Linked DNA regions of Ovis aries: regions 2 and 3 are each linked to region 1. The links are chromatin contacts, called in public Hi-C maps. All regions are on one chromosome and are shown on one strand. Each heading gives the region's core, a stretch centred on a gene start, on an enhancer-like site or on the middle of the called end of the contact. The rest is flanking DNA. Distances are from core to core; before and after follow the strand shown. Region 1 overlaps GSE1 (Gse1 coiled-coil protein). Region 2 overlaps GSE1 (Gse1 coiled-coil protein). Region 3 overlaps GSE1 (Gse1 coiled-coil protein).

Region 1 (4,208 bases), core at 570-3,069:
TGCCTCCAGGAAGCATGTCTTCCCCGGCACCATGAACACCCTCCATGCCAGCCCCAGCTCCCTGGGCACACGGTTTCTGGTCTCAGCATGGGCCAGGCCAAGTGCTCTAGAAACTCAACCAGGGGCCCGACTGGAAGCATGCCTGGAAGACTCCCTGGAAGAGGTGGCGTTAAAGTCTTAGGAGGACGTATATGAGAATTAGACCAGTGGAAGGAAGCAGCTGGCCATTCTCAGTTGGGGAGCATGACCTTGTAGGAAGGGTGGGGGCTTGGGCACTTTGAAAAAGGGAGGCTTATGTCAGGCCCCGGCTAGGTGGGAGGTGAGCAGGAAGGGAGGGTGTGGGGCAAAGCGGGGCAGGGCCTGCGAAGGGCAGGGCTTGTGCCAGGCGAAGAGTGTGGACCTTGCCCTGAACCCCTGGTCCAAGAAGGAAGTGGAGCAGGCCCAGAAAACGCTAAAGCCTGTGGCAGCCAGGGCTTCAGGGCAGTGTGGACTGCAGAGTGTCTTACAGAGGAAGCAAGGGAAGAAACTAAGATCGTCATGTCCCTACTGTGCACCAGGCTCTCCCTGCGTGAGGGGCAGCATGAGTCTCCCACTTTACAGGTGTGCAAACTGAGGCAGCACTGGGGCCTGGTCAGCCCAAGGGTGGAGCAGGAAGATGCAGAGGGGCATCTCGGAGCCTGCAGGTCTGGCCTGGCTGGACATGGGTTGGCACATCCACCAGCCAGAGACACCTCCCAGGGGCCAGTGCCGAGCTCTTGTGGCTCCAGCTTTGGGCCGGGCATGCTGCCCAGCCCTCACCACAGCAGCTCCCAGCATCCCTTCCCACCAGGGCTCCCAAGAAAACCCTTCACATGTTTTGACTCACCCTTAATAAATGCGCCTTCCATCTGTCACCTCCGCCCTCCCTGCCCACACTCTCCAGGGGCCTGCCCAGAGCAGCTCCTAAATCATCCAGCCTGCCTCCGCCTGGCCCCCGCCGCCCTCCCCCCACCCCACCCCCATTCAGCCTCAGCCCCTCGCCAGCCTGACTGCGAGCAGGAGGGAGGGGAAAACCACAAACGTCCAGGCCCTGCAGAAGAGGCACTTGGGGAGTTTTACAGGACTCAGGGCCGCCCCAGACCGGACCGGGGCCCCTGGCCTGGGGCCTGGGGGGTGCTGGTGGGCTGTCCCCAGGCTTCCTTTTGTCCACTGAGCTCCCCCCAGGGGCTCCGGGGGTCTGTCTCCTTTTTCGCCCCGGCTCTAGAATGTTCGCTCAGGTGCCGGTATGGCACTGAGCTCCCCCCGGGGGCTCCGGGGGTCTGTCTCCTTTTTCGCCCCGGCTCTAGAATGTTGGCTCAGGTGCCGGTATGGCACTGAGCTCCCCCCGGGGGCTCCGGGGGTCTGTCTCCTTTTTCGCCCCGGCTCTAGAATGTTGGCTCAGGTGCCGGTATGGCCATTGAGCACATCCTCTCAGCCTGAGGTGGCCGCTCCCAGCCTCAGTCTGCCTCACTACTCAACAGCTCATGGTCCTCATCGGAAAACCCACTCAGACCCCGCGGGAGGAAGGTGGGGTGTGAACCTCCATCCTCCTGTTCCCCAGCCACCCCCAAGCGCCTGCGGGCCGGGGGTGGGGGCGTAGATAAGAGTGACAGAGTGCAGCTTCTTCTGGGCCAGCTCAGGCCCTGGGTTGTGGGGAGGGGAGGGAAGGGGAGGACTTGAGAGTGGGCGGTGTATGTTGTCTCAAGAGACAGGAAATATCCGGCCACGGGCCCTAACGCAGACAGGCCCCGGCTTGAACTCCAGAACAGAGCCGGTTATCTGCCCCTGTGATGCAAAAGCTCCCCTCCGCCACCCAGCACCCTCTCCCAGTTCCCCGTGGGAGGAGCCGCCACCCCGGGGCGCCTGGCAGAGCTGGCCACGGTCTGCCAACGCCTTCCGACGCCAGGCTGCTGCCAGAGGCGGGCTGCCCACGGCCAGGCGCCGGCAGAGGAAATCCGTTGGCTCAGGGCCCGGCGGGTCCCTCCTCTCCTCGACGTGGGGGTATGGGGGGCTCGGCTGTGCACCCTTCAGGGCATCTAGGGCGTGTCCGAGTCCTCTCGAGAGCTGGGAATGAACATCCGGGGGCTGCCCGAGTGGGCCGGGCCCCTTGGAGGTCACAGGCCTGGTGGGACTGGGACCCAGGGTGCGTCACAGGAGGTCACATCTGGAAGGCCTTAGTGCTGGGGGCGGCAGGGCTCTGCGAGCAGGCCCTGCTTCCTGTCTGTGTGGGAGACGGGCTGCCCCCTCCAGGGAGCCTGAGACCCCACGAGACTTGGGGCCATGGGACGAGAGAGACCCCGAGAGGGGCAGAGTGGGGGTGGGTGGGGAGCAGGGGAAGGGGCAAAGAGGGTGGCTCCGTCCTGCCGGTGAGGCTGGGAGAGGGAGGGTGCGGGGGAGATATGGAGTGGACTGGAGAGGGGAGAAGCTGACACCACCCCTCCAACTCGTGGTCCTCCGTGAAGTCCAGCAGGGAGCAAGGGAAGAGGTGAAGCTTGGTTTCCCCCGCCCGGGTCTGGGGTCCAAATACCTTTGCTCAGGCCCTTGGCAAAGGGCAGGTTCCGCGCCCACCCCGCCCCCTGCCCCGCCCTTTTCGGGCTCAGAGAGGCAAAGTGCTGGACCCAGAGCCATACAGCAAAGCTCACCGGCCCTAGACACGTGGCCCTCTGCACACACACACTCTCTCTCTCTCTCGCCTGTGTCCACCCTTTGCTGTGGGCGCAGTGCTGCCCTCACCCCCCAGGCAGGTGCCTGGCACTGGGGTCCTCTTGCACTGTCCCCACCTGGAGCGTGTGGTCTCCCATGACTGAGGCTTGGGAACAGACTGGTTCTGGAGCCATCACGGCCAAATTCTCAAGCTTCCAAAGTCACCTTCCGGGCAGGAAGCCTGGGTTTCTGACTCAGCCCAGCCTCCCCAGAGCTCCAGGCAGCGCGGGTGGCCCCGCCTGCTGGCCGAGCTGCCATCTGGCCGCCCAAGGACACCCAGCAGCCTCCACCTCAGTTCTCTTCGCTGCTGCTTCTCTGGGGACCTGCTGGCCTCAGGCTTCAGGCCTGAAATGACGTGGGAAGGGGCTCCCCTCCTGAGGTCTGATTTTAATTCGGGCATCTCCCCTGAGACCCTCTGCCGGCAGCTCTCAGAAGGAGGCGTGTGGCTTCCAGGAGCAGAGGAGCCCCAGGAAGCTGGGGCCACCCTTTCTCATCACTGTTCCAAACCCCTGCAGCCCACGTTCCACCCTGCAGACCCACTCATTCCGAATCTCAGGGTGGGAGGGTCCAGGGATCCATGTGTTTTTAAGACTTCCGGTGACCCTGTGTGCCCCCAGGGGAGAAGCCCCTTGTAGAGGTACCTCGCTCTGCCTTCTGGAGTCTGTGGGGTTCAGACCCCAATAAGTGCTGATCTCGTTCTCTACCTCGGTGTTCACATCTGCGAAGTGGGCCTGATAATAATGTCCACGGACGGGCTTGGGGATTGAACGAGTTAAGGCGTGAGAAGAGCTGGGGTGCCTGCTGGGAAAGCAGGGTGGGGTGTTAGGAATACCATTCTGTAACACATGGAGGGACCCAGGCCGACCCAAGAGCTCAGTCCCACCCCGGTGAGGAGGAGGGTCTTGGAGGTAGCTGGCCTGCACCCCATCCCAGATGCATCGCTGTCTGTCTTCAGGGAAGCGGCTATTGCCCTTGGCGTTTCTGCAGCGTGGGGACCTGTCTGCCCCCTGTGGCCATGGCAGGAATAGGGATGACCTGTGTGACTGCTGCCAGGCCACTGGCACTAAACAAATTCCAGATCTCAGGCAAATCGCTGTGTGACCTGGCGCCTCAGTGCCTCCAGCTGTAAAATGGCACCATGGGCTAGAAGTGAGGGGCCTGCAGTTCAGATGTCAGAGCTCACAGGGGAACCAAACCTCACAGCCCGTGCCGGGTTCCTGAGCCAATGGACAGTGTCCCTTTCTGGCCATTTGGTCCTGTGTGTGCTCGTGTGGAGGTGTGTTTAGGCGTAAAGTGGAGGTAACAGCAGCACAGAGCTTTTTACTCCTGTGTGTTCGCTGAGCACCTGCTGTGTGCTGAGCCCCTGGGCGCAGGGGCTACCCCTGGCAGCAGAGAGCCGGGGCCACACCCTCATGGGTGCAGTTTCCAGGCTCAGCCCCCACCCCTGCCCCCCTTGCTGATGGCTAGAGGTCATTTCCGGCCAGGGA
Region 2 (4,208 bases), core at 464-2,963, 170 kb after region 1:
CCGGCCGGCGGGCCCCCACAGGTAGGAGCCAGTAACGGCCCCCGGCTCGGCCTCGCAGGTCCGTTTCCCTTTTCGTTTGTGGTCGGCCAGGAGCCTTGTGCAAGGCGAGGGGCCGACCCGCGTGCGCTCTGCGGAAGGCGGAGCAGGGGAGTGGGTGGCTCGGGGGCGACTGTCCGCGCCCTGCCCTTCGCCCCTCGGGCGGGCGGGCACCCAGGCGAGTCCTGCTCCCCGCTGGCGCGGGCTCCGACTGCTCCAGGCCCGCCAGCGTCATCGGGAACAGATGGATGGGGGGTGGCAGGCGCCCAGCGCTCCCTCCCGCCGCAATCCGGACTGGCGCGGGGAGGGAAGGGAGGGCGGGAGAGGGAGGAAGGGAGGCGGGGGAGGCTGGGCCGCGGGGACGGCTGCGTGCGCGCCTGCCAAGCGCGGCGCGGGCATGTCCCGGGGCAGGTTTGGGGCTGGCAGAAGCGCGGGCTGGCACCGGCGGCCGAAAGTTGAAACCCGCAGCGCGGCGCTACGGCGGGGTGCTGAGGGGTGGGTACTGGTTTGCCTCCGGGGCTGCAAAGTAGGGAGGCTGTAGATGGAGAGGATTTTCAAAAAGAGGATGTACAGGCAGAGACCCCGGTGCATCCGAGCAACCCTGGGAGCTTGGGACGCGCGGGGTCAGAGCGCGGGGCGCGCCAGGGCCAAGGGGCGTCGGGCGAGGCGGGCCGCCATTGACCCGGCGCTTCCCGGAGACGCGGGGCTGGGGAGGGCTGGTGGGGGGCGCCAGGCTGGTCCTCTGCGCCCGCCGCCGGTGGGGGTGGGGAGGCCGGGGCCCTCCGCTCTGGCCGTGCCGCCTGTGGGTGCCCAGGAATTTCAGGACGCTCCCTGAGTCATTCCAGTCTGTCAAGTGCCTGGGTGAGGTGGTGGTGGCGGTGGTGGTGGGGTGCCAGGAATGGGGAGGCGCTGTTCTGGGGCCGGAGGCCCAGTGGGTCGTGCCAGTTTCTGGAGGCGGGCGGCCTCGCCTCTGACCGCAACCCCAGCTACTTAATGACCCCCCTGGCGGAGCGGCGCCTCCGTGGACTCTCCAGCCGCTGCGACGTGAGTTCTTTAAAAGAACTACTCCGCTGCCCCCCGCACTGTGGCCTTCCCCAAAGTTACTTAGAACGAGAAGGCGGAGCTCCTGGAATTTGGGGGGAAGGTGCGTAGGCCCGAGTCCTTAACATTCAGCTCTTTCAAATTGGGAGTTAAGAGGGGCTAGGGAGGAGAGAGGCACACAGCCTACTTTGCATGCCCCCTCCCGCTCCACTCCTCCCCCCCAGCAGACACCGGCTCTGGAAAAGTTTTACTCCAGGAGGCCTCCAGCACACGTGAGTTTGTCCGCTCACTCCTCGGGGGGTCTGCTGGTTTGTGGCACACGCTGCTCTCGGCACCCGGAAAGCGGTAGGGAGAGGCGCAGGGGCGCTGCTTGCCTGGTGGGCGTGTTGAAAGTGACCGCTCCCTGCTTTTGGAATCCAGTGGCTGGTCTCAGACCCCAGTGTACGTGGGACCCCTGAGCAGTGAAGCCCGGGGTCCCCGGGAGCCTGAGGGTGGCACTTCCCCTACCTGCTGGTGTCCTCGGCTCACCTGGCCGGCCTGTCTGGGGAGGGGCGTGTGCCCGCGCGGGTGTACCCGGGCGCCGGTCGGTGCGCGCGCGCGCGAGCGCGTGTGTTTGCGGCTGAAACCCGACACCTCCCGCTGGCTGAGGTCAGGGAGCCGGGAGCGAGCCAGTGGCCCGAGAGTGGGCGGCGTTGCGTTTGGGTGTGTCCTCGGCGGCGGCGACAGCAGCAGGTGTTTCTTGGCCGGGGCCCCGGAAGCTCCACCTCCCCAGCGGGCCAGAGCCGCCGCCGCCGCCGCCGCCGCCGCCGCCGCCGAGCAGCCCCGGGTGAGATAAGCAGTTTAGACAAACACTGGGCGACGGTGGCTCCAGCATGTGTCAGCCGAGGCGGAGCGGCGGGGCCCTGGCATGAAAGGTGAGCGCTTCTAGCCGGGCGGGGGGCGGTCTCCGCTCGCGCCCCCCTCTCCTCCAAGTTCGTGGGTTTCGCGGGGGCGGCCGCCAACGGCTCCGGGGCAACTTCCCCCGGAGTGTGTACGGCGATAAGAGCCGGGCGGGCGGAGTAGGGACCCAAGGCCCCGCGCCCCGCGGCGGGTCGCAGCCTGGCCGTCCGGCCTCCAGGCGGGGGCTCGGGCCGCCCCGGGGCTCGGGCTCGGTGGCTGTGTTAGGCGAGGGGTGCTTTACGAGCGTGCGGCGGGTGGGGAGCAAGGGAGCTGGGGGGCTCTCGGTGAGCTGTCTACGCTCCGGAGCCGGAGTGAAAACTTTGCGGCGGCGGGGGAGGGAGCGAGGGGGGCGGCGCTGCGCCCCCGCGGCAGGTGCTGGCGGCGGCTGCGGTGGGCGGGGGGATCGCCCGCTGGGGCCGCGAGGTTGGGTTTTTTGTCTCGCTCCCCTCCCCCTTCCCTCCGAGCTAGGGAGACCGCCGGGAGGGCGGGACTGCAGCCTTCAGGTCTCCGACCCCCACGCCTTGCTTCCCAAGGGCGCGCCCCGGGCTCCACGGCTTCTCCCCCGCCTCTCTGCTCCCCCCCGCCCCGTAGGAGCGGGTCCCCTGCCCCTCCCCCCGCTGAAGATGGCTGCCCCGGCCTCCGAGGTGGGAGGTGATTGCATCCGCCGCCCCCCACCCGCGCTGCCCTTGCCCCCCCTCCTCGGCCCTTCCTGCTCCGCCTGGATGCGCCTCCCCGCCCCCAGCCCGGCGGCCGCGCTGATGGGCGGCGAGTGGCCCGACCGAGTGGAGCCGATTCAATTATATTGCAGCAGCAGAGACACCTCGTCGGCCGCCCGCCCGCCTCTCCAGCAGGCTAATTAAATTCCCTCCGTGGAGGCGGAGCGGAGTCGGGCTCGTCCTCCCGCCTCCCCCCTTCCCACTCCCCCTCCCGAGTTTGGGGTGGAGGATTAATGGGACCCCTGAGAAGTGCGCAGAGGAGATGGAGGTGCGGGGTCGTGGGGGGAAGGGGTCGTCCGGATTGGGTGAAGTGTTGCCGCGACACCCCCCACGTGATGAACCGGGGTCCCCTGCCGGAGCGCTGACTCTGAAGTTTGGAGGGCTGTGTGTGCGGCGGGGGAAGCACCTGCCCGCCGGCTGGTTGGTGGATACTGGCCGAGTTGAGTCGATTTGGCTCTTGTTTTGTAAACTAGCCTTTGTCTGGGAAGCGCGTCTAAAATACATTAAATCCTTGTTAACCCCTGCAGTGCCTTATCTGGGGCCCACACAGGCTGTGGTTTGGAAACAAAAAGCGGGACCACCAGATGAAACAAAAAAGGGCTGCTTTTGTGAAAGGCTGGAACAAAGGGCCCCGCGGATCCTGGGTGGGAGCCTCCTTGCCTAAGCCGATTTCCAGGCTGGGGGGTGGGGGTGGGACGGAATGGGATGGGAGGGCAGAAGATCTCCGGTGGGGCGCTTGAAATGTCCCCCGGAGGGTAGGCCGGCTGAGCCTTCAAGCCCCCGGGATTGTGCCCCCTTCCCCCCTAGTGGAAAGTTGGGTGGGGGGGAACCCCAGGTGAACTGGCTGCCTGCCTCTGAGCCTCCCTGGGTGTTACTTCTGTTCGGGGCACGTCAGCGTTGCTCAGTCGGTGTTTATGGGCGCCTCCACCCGCGGGTATGGCAGAACCTGCCGCCTGACTCAGCCGGGCCACGCCACAGGTGAGGGGCTGGGGCTCTGGCTCCGCTGGGCTGCCGTGTGTCATCCGGCAGGGCGGGGAGCCGCTGCCCCGCCCGCCCCCGGCTCGGCAGGCCTGGCTCTGTGATAACAGCTACAGGGATACTTCCAGCGGGCCCTTATCGGTAGAGTCCTGCCCCCCGCTGTGAAAGGGGGTGCCCGGCTGGCCTCTTTCACTTTGTCTCACTGCATGCAGAGAGGAGGGAAGAGGGCCGCGGGAGCCAGCCAGGCCTCTGGCACTCTTGATTCTCCTTTTCTGCGAGCCTCGGGGGTGGTGGAAATCTGGAGCTGGTGAGCGGGTGACCGAGGTCAGCCCCGGCCCTGGGAAGGGAGGCTGGGAGGCCCGCCCCCATCTGCGGGGCCGGGGCAGCAGGCTGCCCCGGACGGCGCAGGCCCTGACCTGCTGGGGAGAGCTTCCCAAATCCTGGCTTGTCAGGGTTGAGCAGGGTTTACCGAGCCCTCTGTCTGGGTTTGCTGAGAGT
Region 3 (4,208 bases), core at 963-3,462, 130 kb after region 1:
CAGAGTTACAGCTGGAGCAGGCCCAGGCCCGGCTTGAGAGTGGGGAGCATTAGTCAGAGGGCTCCTGAGCCCCCGAGTTTCACAACAGTGGAGTCACCGGCGGGGGCAATGCCTGCAGGGGAGAAACCGGACGCCCCCACTGCTCTGCGTCCGCCCCCAGGAGTCACACTGGGGGCCCCCATAGGGTTCAGATCCCCTTTGGATCTAGAATACGACGGTGGCCGGTGTTATTGAGGTCCCCTCCAACGTGGGGTGTAACAGGCCTCCACCGTATTCGAACCGTTCTGTGTAGTAGGTTAGTGTTTCCAGGATGGTTTTGCTGGGATCTGCCTTCCTCAGCAGAGCCCAGCTTCCTAGCATGGGAGGTGAGGCCCCTGGAAGTGAATCCCCTGCCTGTCTGTCTAGCCTGACCTTCTCTAACCCTCTGCCATGCTCTGAACGGGATCTTTCCACTCCCTGGCAGGCCGGGGTCAGAAGTCTGGAAGCCTCTCTGAGCTCACCCATTAGGACCGGTTACTCCTTCCTCCGCTCCCAGGTTTAACGGCAGGAGCAGCCTCCATTATGTATGAGAATTGAACTCATGGGCTCAGAAGCCAAGTGGCCGGAATTTGAATCCTTCTTCTCCCGTTTATTCCCGGTGAGACCTTGGGCAGGCTACCTGGATGCTCTGTGCCTCCGTTTGTGCGCGAACTAAGTTGCTTCAGTCGTGTCCGACTCCGTGCTACCCCATGGACTGTAGCCCACCAGGCTCCTCTGTCCATGGGATGCTCCAGGCAAGAACACTGGCATGGGTTGCCATGCCCTTCTCCAGGGGATCTTCCCGACCTAGAGATCAAACCTGTGTCTCCTGCACGGAAAGGCCGGTTCTTTACCACCAGCACCACTCGGGAAGCCCCGTGCCTCGGTTTAATTGAGTGTAAAATGAGGGTGACATTTCCCGAGCTTGCTGTGGGAAGTAAAGGGTCTGTGCATTTAAAATGCCTAGCGTGGTGTGCAGCACCTGGTCGGCCCTCCACGGATGGCCCCCTGTTATCAGTATTGTCTTTAGTGTGATTGCTGTCACTGTCTTGTTTCCAACTGGGCCTGGAGGTCCAGGGCAGGCCTCAGCTGGTGATGGCAGCCTCCTGTTAACCCGTGTTTCCCCTGCTTCTTGGGAACTCGTGACTTCAGATGACACTGTAGCCCTAGCGTGCCGTGGGGAGGCCTTGGAGCCACGTCAGGCTTGTGTGGGTTTGGGTGGGTCTCTCCGGGGCTTTGCACCTGCCCTCAGCCTGGACAGGCGTGTTTATATTGCAGCCCCTGGAGACCGTCTCTCCGCGTGGGGCTGAGGCCACTTCCTGCCTGAGCCGCGGGGGTGGAGGCAGGGGTTTCGATCCCCTGCCCGGCAGAGGAGGACGCACAAAAGCGATGTTTCTGGCAGCTTCCGGGGTTAGAGCCAAGATATGACCCGCAGCCCTAGGCTCCCAGGCTGAACTGTGGCTCCTCGCACTGAGCTTTTCCACTGAGCTTTTCGGAGAAACAGCTGTTGGGGGGCAGGCTGAGCTGCCTAATGCGATGAAGTGTGGCCTGTGTGAGCCCCAGGCTCCCAGGGGAGCTTCTGGGGGCCTGCGCCCTTGGTCAGCATTGGCCTTCGAAGCCTTGGCGTTAGGAAAGATCTTCAGAGCCCGGGATCCACGGGAGGCTACCAGGTGTGGCGGCGAGAGGGAATGTGCTGTGGGAGGGAAGCCCCTGCCCTTGACCCGCCTCTGCCCGCGACATGCAGGGGCCTCTGGGGTCCCAGAGGTGGGCTCCCGGCGAGCTCTCGGGGTGCTGACACCTGCTGTGTGCCAGAGCTGTGGCCCTGCTCCTGACCTGCAGAGAGAGAGGTTCATGAAAAGCATGTGAGGCTTTATTTGGCTCACTGAAACCAATAACTCCACCTGCCTGGCCTTGTCTTCTGGTTTTGATGCCTTTGACTCAGGGCTCTGTCACCTCCCAGGCGCTAGGCTAGGAGAGAGGCGGCCAGCGGGTCAGACCGGTGGGGCAAGCCGAGTGGAAGGAATAATAAAGCAAATAGCCTGTAACCAACTCTGTTCTCCTTGCACTGGTCTGTTCTCCTTGCCCTGATTTGGCAAGATGTTTGGCTTCTTGTAGCTGCAGCTGACAGGGTAGTGCTCGAGCACCTGCTGGGTGCCAGGCCCAGGAGGGGCAGAGCAGAGGGTGGAAAGTAAGTCAGAGGTCATGTCTCTGAGGCCCTCCTGGCCACCTGCACAGGGGAGGAGCTAAGCACGCCCATGGAGGGATGCACATGACTCCAGGGGCTTGGAGGTCACTGAGTTCCCAGTCAGCTGGAGCCATCTGAGAGGGCTTCCTGGAGGAGGTGGTGTTGGAAACAGATTCTGAAGAATTAGGGGATTTTGAAAGCGGAAGATGGGGGAGGTGTGAAGGGAGGAGACACAGACCGTACCGTGCCCTCGAGTCACCCAGGCTCTTAAGGGGCAGCTTCTGATTCAAGTGGGTCGAGGTGGTACCTGACAAGGCAGATGGGGACTTTCCCTCCCTCGAGGCTCTGAGGTCATCTGCGTCCCCCCTTCCCCAGGCCTGTGTGGCTCCCATGTGGCTGGTCCGTAGGCCACACTTGGAGTTTCCAGGGACCAGACCTAGCCGCATGTTAACCATTGAAAGGTAAAGCATTAAATGAAATGGCTCAAAATGAAACAAAATCAAAACGCCCGTTCCTGAGTTACTCCGGCCCCGCTGCTGGATTGCCATGTGGGGCTGGTGGCCACCATATTGGATAGGGTAGGAAGAGAGTGTTTCCATCTTTGTGGAAAGTTCCATTGGCCGGGGCTGGCTTGTGACCTGGGGTGGGGTAGGGGATGCTACGGGGGCCTGGGGTAGCCTTTTCAGTCTTTGGCGGGGGGTGGGGCGCTTTCAGAAGCTGGGGGTGCTTTTTGCTGTGTTGGACGACACAGGGAACCCCGGACAGGGGTCGACCTACCCCTGACAACAAACACAGGATGGGCAGTTCAGGGGTGACAGGAGCCCAGGTTGGGGAGGCGGGGGCCAGAGCAACCGAGGAGCTCGGCTGGCAGCGTCCCGTGCGGCTGCCGAGGGTGGGCGAGGGGTCGAAGGCAGGGGCGCAGGAGAGGCGGCCGCGGTGCCCATCAGTGAAGTGGGAAGTGGACTGGGGTGGAGGTGGGGTCGAAACCTCCACGTGGCAGTCCGATGGAGGAAGGTGTGGTTTCATGGTCAAGTGGCACCAGGTGGGGGCCAGCGGGCCCCGGAGGACAGCAGCTCTAGTGATCTGTCACGTGCGTGTCCACGCGTGTGCCTGTGTGCACCCTCGCATCATCTCCTGCAGGGCATGTCTCTTTAGAAGGTCTCAGGAACCCCCTGGTGGCCCAGAGGTCAGGACGCGGCACTTTCACTGCCAGGGGGCCCCAGTTCAATTCCTGGCCAGGGAACTAAGATCCTGCGAGCCTTTGTAGTGCAAAGGGAAGAAAAATAAATAAAAGGAAAGTCTCCAAACTCCCTCTCATGCACACACGCACTTAGTCCGTCCTCACCACGCCCCGGGGAGTCCAGAAGGACAGAGCAGGTGAGGTGTGCGCCCGGAGCCTTAACCTGAAAGAGGCTTTTCTAGAACCTGGCTCTCCTCCTTCGGTTTCTGAGCCCCCCCCCCCCCACCACGGGATCTCACTGACTTCTAGGTGCTTGAGGGTATCTAGGGAAAGGACTCTTGGCATCCAGGGGGCTTGCTGACATCCGTTCCATCAGGGCAGTCAGCATGAGAGGGATCCCAAAGGCTGAACGTCAGGGAGACCCAGGCTACAGAGAGGGATTGTTGGCTGTGTGGGTGTCGGGCTCCTGAGGCCCCATGGGCTCTGCTCAGGGGGCTGCCTGGAGTCCTGGGTGAGGGTTTAAGGGGCTTCCCATCCTTCACACTCCCTGTTATCACCAGCACCACGTCCAGAGGTGGAAACAGAAACACAGAGAGGTGGAGTCACTTTCCCAAGGTCACACACCTCTACATGGTAGAGCCAAGGTTGACCCCTGACGTTTTGATTCTGGAGGCAGTAATGACACCCCCCCCACACACACTGATTTCTAGCCCCGTGTTTACCGCCCACCCCCGCCTTCCCGCCTCGAGGATCTTTGCACAGACTTGACATAATATAGAGTCAAGAGCCCCTCGGGGAGTTCTGCGCCTCCTGGTGGTCGCCTCC

The links. Hi-C and Micro-C count contacts between places; a contact is called where the count stands out from the background.
Region 2: a Hi-C map of liver shows a contact between it and region 1, with 4 times the contacts expected there. The contact joins two enhancer-like sites. A contact is called at or near these places in 4 of 16 Hi-C or Micro-C datasets (hypothalamus, liver, mixed tissues and 1 more).
Region 3: a contact with region 1 is called in a Hi-C map of mixed tissues, with 2.3 times the contacts expected there. The contact joins two enhancer-like sites. A contact is called at or near these places in 2 of 16 Hi-C or Micro-C datasets (liver and mixed tissues).

Annotation. Positions count from the first base shown.
Region 1 is chr14:10,972,487-10,976,694 of ARS-UI_Ramb_v3.0, forward strand. The region is part of intron 2 of GSE1 (Gse1 coiled-coil protein); the gene reads left to right. Among named protein-coding and RNA genes, the nearest start is that of GSE1, 170 kb to the left of the region's middle. Within about 2 kb of position 1,820, at least 27 of the 54 cell types and tissues checked have an H3K27ac peak or open chromatin away from gene starts, as enhancers often do. A contact at or near this core is called in liver, where this site is marked.
Region 2 is chr14:11,144,033-11,148,240 of ARS-UI_Ramb_v3.0, forward strand. All of the region lies in intron 2 of GSE1 (Gse1 coiled-coil protein), which reads left to right. Among named protein-coding and RNA genes, the nearest start is that of GINS2, 85 kb to the right of the region's middle. Within about 2 kb of position 1,714, at least 15 of the 54 cell types and tissues checked have an H3K27ac peak or open chromatin away from gene starts, as enhancers often do. A contact at or near this core is called in liver, where this site is marked.
Region 3 is chr14:11,104,324-11,108,531 of ARS-UI_Ramb_v3.0, forward strand. All of the region lies in intron 2 of GSE1 (Gse1 coiled-coil protein), which reads left to right. The region is part of intron 1 of LOC121816361 (a long non-coding RNA gene); the gene reads left to right. Among named protein-coding and RNA genes, the nearest start is that of GINS2, 120 kb to the right of the region's middle. Within about 2 kb of position 2,213, at least 17 of the 54 cell types and tissues checked have an H3K27ac peak or open chromatin away from gene starts, as enhancers often do. A contact at or near this core is called in liver, where this site is marked.